Regions from separate parts of the Mus musculus genome. Here region 2 is linked to region 1. Evidence: chromatin contacts called from public promoter capture Hi-C data. All regions are on one chromosome and are shown on one strand. The core of a region is the stretch at or near the end of the contact, and the rest is flanking DNA. Distances in the headings are between cores, read along the strand shown.

Region 1 (4,647 bases), core at 417-2,916:
GAACCTGTAAGCCAGCCCCAATTAAATGTTGTCTTTGTAAGACTTGCCTTGGTCACGGTGTCTGTTTACAGCAGTAAAACCCTAACTAAGATGCTGAGTAGCACAAGTCAGGAACACCAGAGACTTCCAGAAAACTGCTAGAAAGCCAGGCAGAGACAAGGAAGGGTTCCTGTAGATTAGAAATGAACATAGTACCTTTATTCCTGACTTGTAGCTCTCAGATTTGTGAGGCAATTATCTGTGGTTTTAAAACATTCCGCTTGTTATACTTCACTATGGAAGCTCTAGAAAACAAGGAGGGAATTCTAGTTTGAGAATTATTCAATTTTCTGTAACAGTTTTATAGCTTGCAGAGTCCTTCCAGCTGTGTTAAGGAAAGAAAGTGCATCCTGTTTCAATTTCTAGTCCTTAGAAGGTGACCTTTTATTCTCTGGAAACTTTTATGGTCTTCTGCGTAAGCCTGGAATTCTGGGATTTTTTGTGTGTTTATCATCAAAGACATGGAAAAAGACTACTCCAAAGGAGCAGAAGATAGAGATAAAGCTCAGATTTGTGTAGCTTGTACAAGTCTGCAGATTCGAGTCTCTGGAAAAGTAAGTAATGTGTAACCCCAGCTCATAAGAATAGCTCCTGTCAGCCAAGAAAACCTGTGTCATTTGTATGGAGCATGAGGAAGCTTGAAGGCTACTGCCCAGTGGTGGGATTCAACTACCTAATAACAACATGTAGAAAACTGCAGTTCAACGGAAAGAATGGGTCACCTGCAACCAGCTATTAAAACAATCCTGTCGTGCAGGTGTTACAAACTTAACACTGGACTATGATCTTTGCTACCCAAATCCAAGTTTCACAAAAATTATTTCATTGAAATTAGTGACTAAAAATATTTGGGTCCACCAAGTCTTCAAGAGTGGCCCTATGAGGATCTGGAGATGACAGACAGTGCTGTTAGGAGTACTGGCTCCTTTTCCAGGGGTCCTGGGGTTAGATTCCCAACACCCACAGGGCAGGTCTCAACCATCTGTAACTCCAGTTCCAGGGGAATAGATGCCCTCTTGTGGCCTCAGGTTTGTAAATGGTGCAGATATACATAAGGGCAAAACACCCATTAATATAAAAATTCTTACAAATTACAAAATGTACCCATAAAACAAAATCTATGCTTCATCCTTCATTCACAAGCAGATTTTGAATCGGCTAACTAAAAACAATACTTCGTGTATACCAAAGCGTTCTCTCCCGGTTGTTTTTTTTCCCACCTTTCTGCTCAAAGAGAGTTTTAGATAAAATTCGAATTGTAAATTTTTTAAATTAGATCAAGCTAGGATATTAAGAATTTATAAGAGGACTCGGACATGGGGAAACCAGCCTAGACGGTCAGAGGCTGCCGTCGGTCGGGTAAGGGCCGGAACTAAGGTCCTGACTTCCCCGAGGCAGGGGACACTCGGGACATCGGTTCTTTTCAACCTCAGGTTGTTGGAAGTGGACGAGCACAGACCCACGAAAGGAGGCCACCCGTCGGTCGCAAAGCGTCCCCGGCTACCGCTCTGCGTAGTTACCCGCATCCTTCTAGCTCTCGCGTTACTACCATCCTCGCCCTTCCGCTTTCTCGGCCTGGTCCACCGCGGCCCCTCTGTCGTCACTTCCTGTGGGTCTGCACCTCCGAAGAGAAGATGGCGGCGCTGGGCGAACCTGTCCGGCTGGAAAGGGGTGAGTGCGGCGGGGGTCGCGGCCGCGGTGGGTGGGGCGGGTCGAGACTACGAACCGCTCTGCCTGCGGGCCGGAGCGGAGGCAAGGTGACCCGGACGCTGAGCCCCGGAAGCCCTCGGCGGCCTCGGCGCCGGGCGCTGCTCGCGGGGGGCGCTGGCTGGCGTTTGAAAGCTCGCCAGAGCCGGCCGTTGAGGCTGGCGGCGGGCACAGCACGGCTCAGCGGCCTGCCCACGGCTGTAGGCACGGGCGCTCCCTGGGTCCGCACCGCAGCATCGGCTTTCAGCTTCATAGACCCTAAAAGCCGAGGCCACCACGCAGCCCGGCACTGTCTACGGTCAGTGTGCGCGAACAGATCAGTGTGGCCTCTTGGCCTGGTTCTGCCACTTGGCCGACACAGACACATTCCCGCAGAAACTCCCTCGCCCCCATTTAAAACTCAGACTCCTTCAGTACTGTGACCACAGCCTCCGGGCTTTGAGTTGCTCTTTCCTAACTTTCGCACCCCTCCAGCCACGGAGAGGATGCTTACAAAAACAAAAACAAAAAACAAACAAAAAAAAAACCCTCCAACTGACTTGATCTTGGGAAGGAGATTACATAACTAGGTGGAGTAGTGATTTGATTGTAAGTCACTTTTAAGTGCCATGCAATTCCATACTCATAAACCCTACACTTGGAAACCTGGTTGGTTGATTGCTTCTTAGAGCAAACAGCCAAGAAAAACCAACCCGATTGAAGAGAAGCCTGTGAAAAGACTCTCCCAGGGTCCAGTTGCAGCTTTCCAGTATTGTACTCTGTTCTGCCCCAACTTAAATTTCAGACAACTGGAACAAGCTTTGTACAATTCGGTAGTCATAGTAACCAGAAAGTACCAGTTAAGCATTTCGAGTGCTGTTGGCAAACATCGCCTGGGATGGAGTTTGACATTGCATATATTTAGTATTCACAATTATAATCTCAATATCGTCCAAGAAGGAAATCATTTTATAAAATTTGTGTATGTAATAGAACCTCTTTCCTCACACACTGTGCTGATTATGATTCGTTTTGCTTTTTATTGTAGTGACCATGGGAGCCTTTTGTTTCTTTTTAAATAAATGAACTTGTTTGTGACAGGGTAGCTTGGGAAAGAATAAGGTAGGCTTACAGCTGTGTCATTTTCCCCTCAAGTACTACGGTGTCAATGTGCTTTGAACACATTGTTACACAGGAACAAATCTGTTGGTGTTAACCAGAAGAGTTGCAAGTTTCAAACAAGATGGCGTTCTTTTGTATCTTTAAATGAAGCACAAAATGTGGACCTTTTCCCTCTGACATCTGCTTTTTGCTGTTAGGAAGTTTTTCAGTTAAACAGTAGAAAGCTCAAAATATTGGTAGGAATGAAGTCCTAGTTGGTTTTTGCCAGTTAGCAGGATAAGCAAGGCAGTTGGTGTCAAGTCCGATTCTGATCAAGAATTCTAACAGACCTAGCATATTCTCAAAAGTTCCACAGTACAATTCCACAGCAAAATACCAGTACATATGACCAAGTTCCTGTTTGCTTCAAAATCATCAAAGCACAATTCACTGGTGCACAAACTTAATGAGCATATATTTGGTATAGAGTGTTTAACTCATTTCTAAGTGTCTCCCTTCTCTCTACCCTCTCCTATCTCCTCTTTTCCTTCTTCCCACCATGTTGTATTGAGTTGAGAGCCTTGTACATATTAGGTGAGCACTCTGCCACTGAGCCGTTTTCCCAGCTGTATATGTAGGATTTTAATGTGGATAATGTATTGTGACTGTAAATCAACAACTGCTGAAACAACATTTACTAGCCATTCTGGTGGTGGGACATCAGAGCAAAGCTGGTCTGTTTGATTAACTGATTAATAGCAGTTTAAACTTTTATTATCTAAAACTGAATCAACTTTTTGCTTCTCTACTAAGTTTATTTGGACTTTTTCATAAACAAATGCAAAGTCCTAACTAATTCTGTGAAGTAAATGCCTGGTATTTTGTTGTTGTTGTTGTTGTTGTAGTTGTTGTTGTTGCGGGATTAAAGGTGTGCGCCACCACGCCCGGCTAAATGTCCGGTTTTTAACGTGGCATGAAATCAAAACTTTCCTCTAGTTAAGTCAAAGTATGCAAGGATCAGAATATATAGGATAGTATATAGACTTATATAGACTCTAAGGTATCCTAACCTTTGGAGCCAAATGAGCACAATTCAAACTTACTTAATTAAATTTAATTAGAATTTACTGCTACTTAATTAGCAATAAGAATATACTGAGGCTGGGGTTCAGAAAAACCTTAGGAAAAAACTCAGAACAGAGATTGTGATTAATAGTGTTATAACATGAAGTTGAGTTTTCTAAAGTTCTTTGTTCACATTTTTTACATTCCCAATGACAGTTATCTAATATGCTAAATGTGTCTGTGTGTGTGTGTGTGTTTGTAGCTCTTTCATATTTTTTTCTTTTTAAGTTGTATATGTTGGGAGACTTTGGAGAGGGGCGTGGCAGAAGAGGGTGTCAGGTCCGTGGAGGTTTAGGTAATTGTGAGATGACCAAGTGGGTGCTAGGATTCAGGAAGTGCTGAACTATGTCTTTGGCCCCTAATACTTTAATATTTCTCTGTATAGCCCTGGCTGTCCTGGAACTCACTCTGTAGACCAGGCTGGCCTCAAACTCTGAAATCCGCCTGCTTCTGCCTCTCAAGTGCTGGGATTAAAGGTGTGCGTCACCACTGGCCGGCTTAATATTTCTTAAAATTAATCCATACCAAGGAGACATACATCTGTGCTTGTGAAAGCGTTTTATTTCCTTTCCCCATATGAGGAAGGCAGTATTATTGCTGTTTTACAGTGAAAGACCATAAAACAGGCTAGGAAACTTTTCTGAGGTCACAAGCATTAGGACCAGGTTGATAAAGCTATTTTCGTTTTTTCCTTTT
Region 2 (4,341 bases), core at 1,107-3,606, 5.7 Mb after region 1:
GCTCTTATTTTGTACCTAATACGTCACTGCAGATGAAAGCAGCACAGAACACTCTGCTTCTCCCAGTACTAACTTTGTAAACAACGACCAGATTTGAGTTAAAATAGTAGGCTGCCAGCATGTTCAAAATAAAAACAAGAAAAGAAACCTGGCCATTTCCGTAAGGGTTGTGAGGGCGAGGGCAGGACAAAAGCCAGGGAGAAGAGGGTTGCTATAAAAACAACTAGCGCAAACATCCTTGAACTGATGTTTTCTATAAAATCCCCGATGGCTGTGAACTGGAAGGAGCGAAGCTGTGAAGGGGAGAGGGATTGGGAGCCAAGTGCTGTCTGCTTCTCGTCAGTCAGCTTTCCTGCACAAGTCACGGCAGGGTCAGCAACAAACTAACCAGGTGGCAACTCCAGGCTCCGCTGCCATAAATAACGGTTATGCGCTAATGTCACACAACCAGATCTAGATGTAAAGCATATGGGAAGGAAACTTTCTGAGGTAAAGATCTAGAAACTCGCAGCGCTTGCTCAATTCAGGGACCGCTGTTGGTCCTGAACTTTGGAAACTGTCAAGAAAATATAGTGAAAACTAGAGGGGGAAAAAGAGCCCCTTGTATGTGATTTTTTTTTTTTTAATTAGAGTATTTACTTTAAAAAAAAAAAAACAGAAAAATGGACCCTTTGGGTTTAGGAGAGTGACTAGGAGATGAAGTGATTACGCATTGTTGAGAGGCAGCAACACAGCGTACCAATTTTCACTTAAATCCCACTCTGGCTATTGACTTGTTCTCATGACCTCCGGGAAGTTCCTTGACCTTTTATGCCTTTGTTCACTCTGAACAAAGGAAGGACGGAGCAATAATGGGGATAGAACCTGCGCCAGGGGAAGTTACTGGGATTAAGGGAGTCCTTACAAGAATACCAACAAAACACTATCTAGTAAACATCCTACCTAGTTTACTTAAGGAACTTAGTCTTTATAACCTAAGTTACGTAAATAATGTCTGTTGAATGCTATGCTAAATAAATGTCTCTTGTACTATCTTATTGTTTTTATTGACAGATGGTCATTGGACATAGTGCTGATTTCACAAATATAAATTCTTTCATTTTTATGTCCACACACTCCCCCAGTCTTATTGCTTTCTCAGTATTTCTCTGCGTTCTTTCTTGTACATATGTGTATGTATGTAAATGTGTGTGTACTTGTGATCTATGTAAAACTGAAGAGCCACAAGGGAGAGGAAGCAAAAGATATTGGTTTGAGTCCTTTTTCCAGATGTAGTCATTATTTTAATCTTTAAAACTGTGTTTCTAAACCACATTTTGTTTATTCTTTCATCTGTTGACTGACAACTACGGTGACTCCATAACTTGGCTCTATACTACCTTATTTAGTCTTAAAACCTGCCTCATGAATTACAAATTTTTATAGGTAAAGTAATTGAGGCTTTGATGAACTAAAGAATTTACCAATGGGGTCTTATCTAGGCCAACCTTCCAACTTACACTTTACACCAAATGAAAGCAGTAAACCGTTTAAACGTGCTAAAACCTAAGCAGATTTTCTTCCTTTTGCTCAAAATGGGAGAGAACACATATCATACGCCCACCTTAGAAACAAAGGTTTCAAAAAACCAAACCAAACCAAACCAAATATATAGATGCTCTAATATATTAACTCAGAAGTTCGTATTTCTACACATTATTGGGCACTCACTATTGTGGGGGCCAGGAATTTACTTCTTTATGTATGCGAGAGTGGAATTGACATTCTACTGCCAGTTGTTTTAAGATGCAGAATTTAAGTTCTCAACAAAACCAGCATTGCTTTCCACCAGAGAATTTAATGCAGAATTTAAGTTCTCAACAAAACCAGCATTGCCTTCCACGGGAGAGGCTGAAGAACTTTCCCAGCACAGGCGAAACCGCTGGTTTGCAGAGATCCTGTTCGCTGCTTAGCTTCCGCTCACCTTGCTCCTTTGCAGGCCATCTGCTCAGAGCGGCAGAACTGGGCGTGTCGGAAAAAAACACATTCAAATCCCGCGCTCCACCAGAGCACTTCCGGGTTTCCAACTCCAGGCTGGAAAAGCATCCCTGTGACCCGAAACGGGCCGTCTGTGTTTCTCGCAGCTGGCAGAGTGTCTTCAATGAGCGTCTGGGTTCCGATCTCAGGGAGGTGTTGCTGGGGACACCTGCCCCTAAAGACGCAAAAAGAATTCGGTACGCAGCCGCCACTTCCTGGTTGCTTTGCCCTTACCCAAGATGGCGGCTAGTTGCCTTCGGCCCGGCTTACTGCGGCTGCTCAGTACACTCTGCTGGCGCAAATAGTTCTACAGCCCGCCTCTCCCGCGGAGGTGAAGCCTGGGACGCTGCGTGTCTCCGCCCCGCGGTGCAGCTAGGGGGGTGTGCTTTGGGGGCATAAGGGATAGCTAAATAAGTGGAGGGCCCAGGGTCGTACCGCGCTCTGCCCTTCCCTAGGTTCTAGGCACCAAGCCCGCACGAGCCCAAGGGTGATTTTTCCTTGGGCCCAATATGATACTAACCAAAGCCCAGTACGAGGAGATAGCCCAGTGCCTAGTGTCTGTACCGCCCACTAGGCAGAGCCTGAGGAAGCTGAAGCAGAGGTTCCCCAGGTAAGTCCCCATCTCCAATTCTCACAGCATTTTACCTGCACCCCAGTTCCCGCCACCCTGGCAGTCATAGAAGCCACGTGTCACACACAAATGGGAGGAACAGAGTTAGGTCGAAGATCATGAGAATGCTCTCTTCCCTCCACCTGCCTACCATACAAAACATTTAATGGCTGAGGCTCCTGAAGTCACTCCAGGCCTTGGGAGTTGAATCCAACTCAGCAGATCTTTACTTGATACATATTGCGGGTATGAGAGTGTACACATATTAAGTAGGTGCTTCATAGATGACCAGTGGTTAATCCACAGATACTAGCAGTAAATAATTGGTAATGGGATCTTTGCAACGTAAAAAAACGTGAATTGGCGGTTCATCGCACTGGGGTGCTGCCAACTTGACACAGACACCTAGAGATGGTAGATCTAGAGTGAACAGGACCCTTTCGGATTGCCACTGGTAGCAAGAGGGCCCAGGCCCAAAGGGGGCCTTGTCTTGTTGGCTGTGCAATGAAAAGATTCTTTATAGAGTTGAGAACATTAGGGGGTCACACTCTTGAGTCTGGTCATTTGGATCTCAAGGTCTGAAGGTTTCTCATTGTGTGCATACGTATTCCCCATGGGTTTCATACTTTTCACTTTGTTGTGGGATTTTAGGATTTTCCCACCTGCTAGGAAAGGTTTCTTAGAGATTATATAACATAGATTTTTTTCCATTTATAAGATGTAAAAACTGAGACCCACTCATTACTTGAATACCTGTTCAAAACAACTAGGTCATCATAATTAATATGTTAAATAATACAGAACATTTTGTATATTTTTTTATTCAAAACATATTATGACATTGAGCATAGTTACTCCTAATGGAGAGCTTTCCTATCAATAACACATAGCCTTTGACCATGCATCACCAGAGAGATTTCATTGAGAAAGACAAGTTATTGGATAGTAGGTATCAATACAAATTGAAGCATATCTTTCATGACCTCATATTTGGTAGACTAATTTTCCTAGACTCTAAAGAGAAAGGCTCTCCTTCCAATATTGTCCATACTTAAGGACTTTGTAGCTAGGGGATTTATCATAGTTCCTGTTCAAGAGCAGAGTTGACAAGTTGGAATTTAATTATTATCACTAGTTTTTTTTGCATCCTTTCTAAAATGAGTGGTGACTGACCATCCAGGGGGAAAAGGTATAAGATGTAGGTATATTATCACATGTATGTTATATAGTATATGGAATGTTTTATATGTGTATACATTGCTAGGGAGTTTTGGAGCTTTTTTGATACATTGCTATCATTATGGACACATATTACTATTTTCAAAAGAACATATGTATGTATTTGGATCCATATGTGTCAAGGTATGTGTGGAGGTCAGAAGAAAATTTGGAGTTGTTTCTTTCCTTCCATCAAATGGGTCTGGCAGTGGAACTCATGTAGTTAGGCTTTTTGGCAAGTGATTTGATCTACGAAACTATTTTACCAGCCCCACCATTAAAATATATATATATATATATATATATATATATATATATATGTGTGTGTGTGTGTGTGTGTGTGTGTGTGTGTGTGTTCGTATGTATAGTTATATGTATAGTTATATCCTAGAGTGTTTTCTAAAATTTAAATTAAAGCTGAGAAATTAAATAAAATACTACTAAATTTGTTTTGAATAATAGTAAGTATATTGCTTGTTGACATTTTATCTATAATA

What was found. Promoter capture Hi-C pulls out the DNA fragments that hold promoters and counts their contacts.
Region 2: a contact with region 1 is called in a promoter capture Hi-C map of pre-B cells. The contact joins the promoter of BC052040 here to the promoter of Lin7c in region 1. A contact is called at or near these places in 1 of 39 promoter capture datasets (pre-B cells) and 2 of 484 Hi-C or Micro-C datasets (both in CD4 T cells).

Annotation. Positions count from the first base shown.
Region 1 is chr2:109,889,212-109,893,858 of GRCm38.p6, forward strand. It overlaps Lin7c (lin-7 homolog C (C. elegans)), which reads left to right and starts at 1,667. Exons shown (of 5, transcript NM_011699.3): 1 at 1,667-1,710. The coding sequence starts at 1,674.
Region 2 is chr2:115,579,360-115,583,700 of GRCm38.p6, forward strand. It overlaps BC052040 (cDNA sequence BC052040), which reads left to right and starts at 2,357. Exons shown (of 11, transcript NM_207264.4): 1 at 2,357-2,626. The coding sequence starts at 2,526.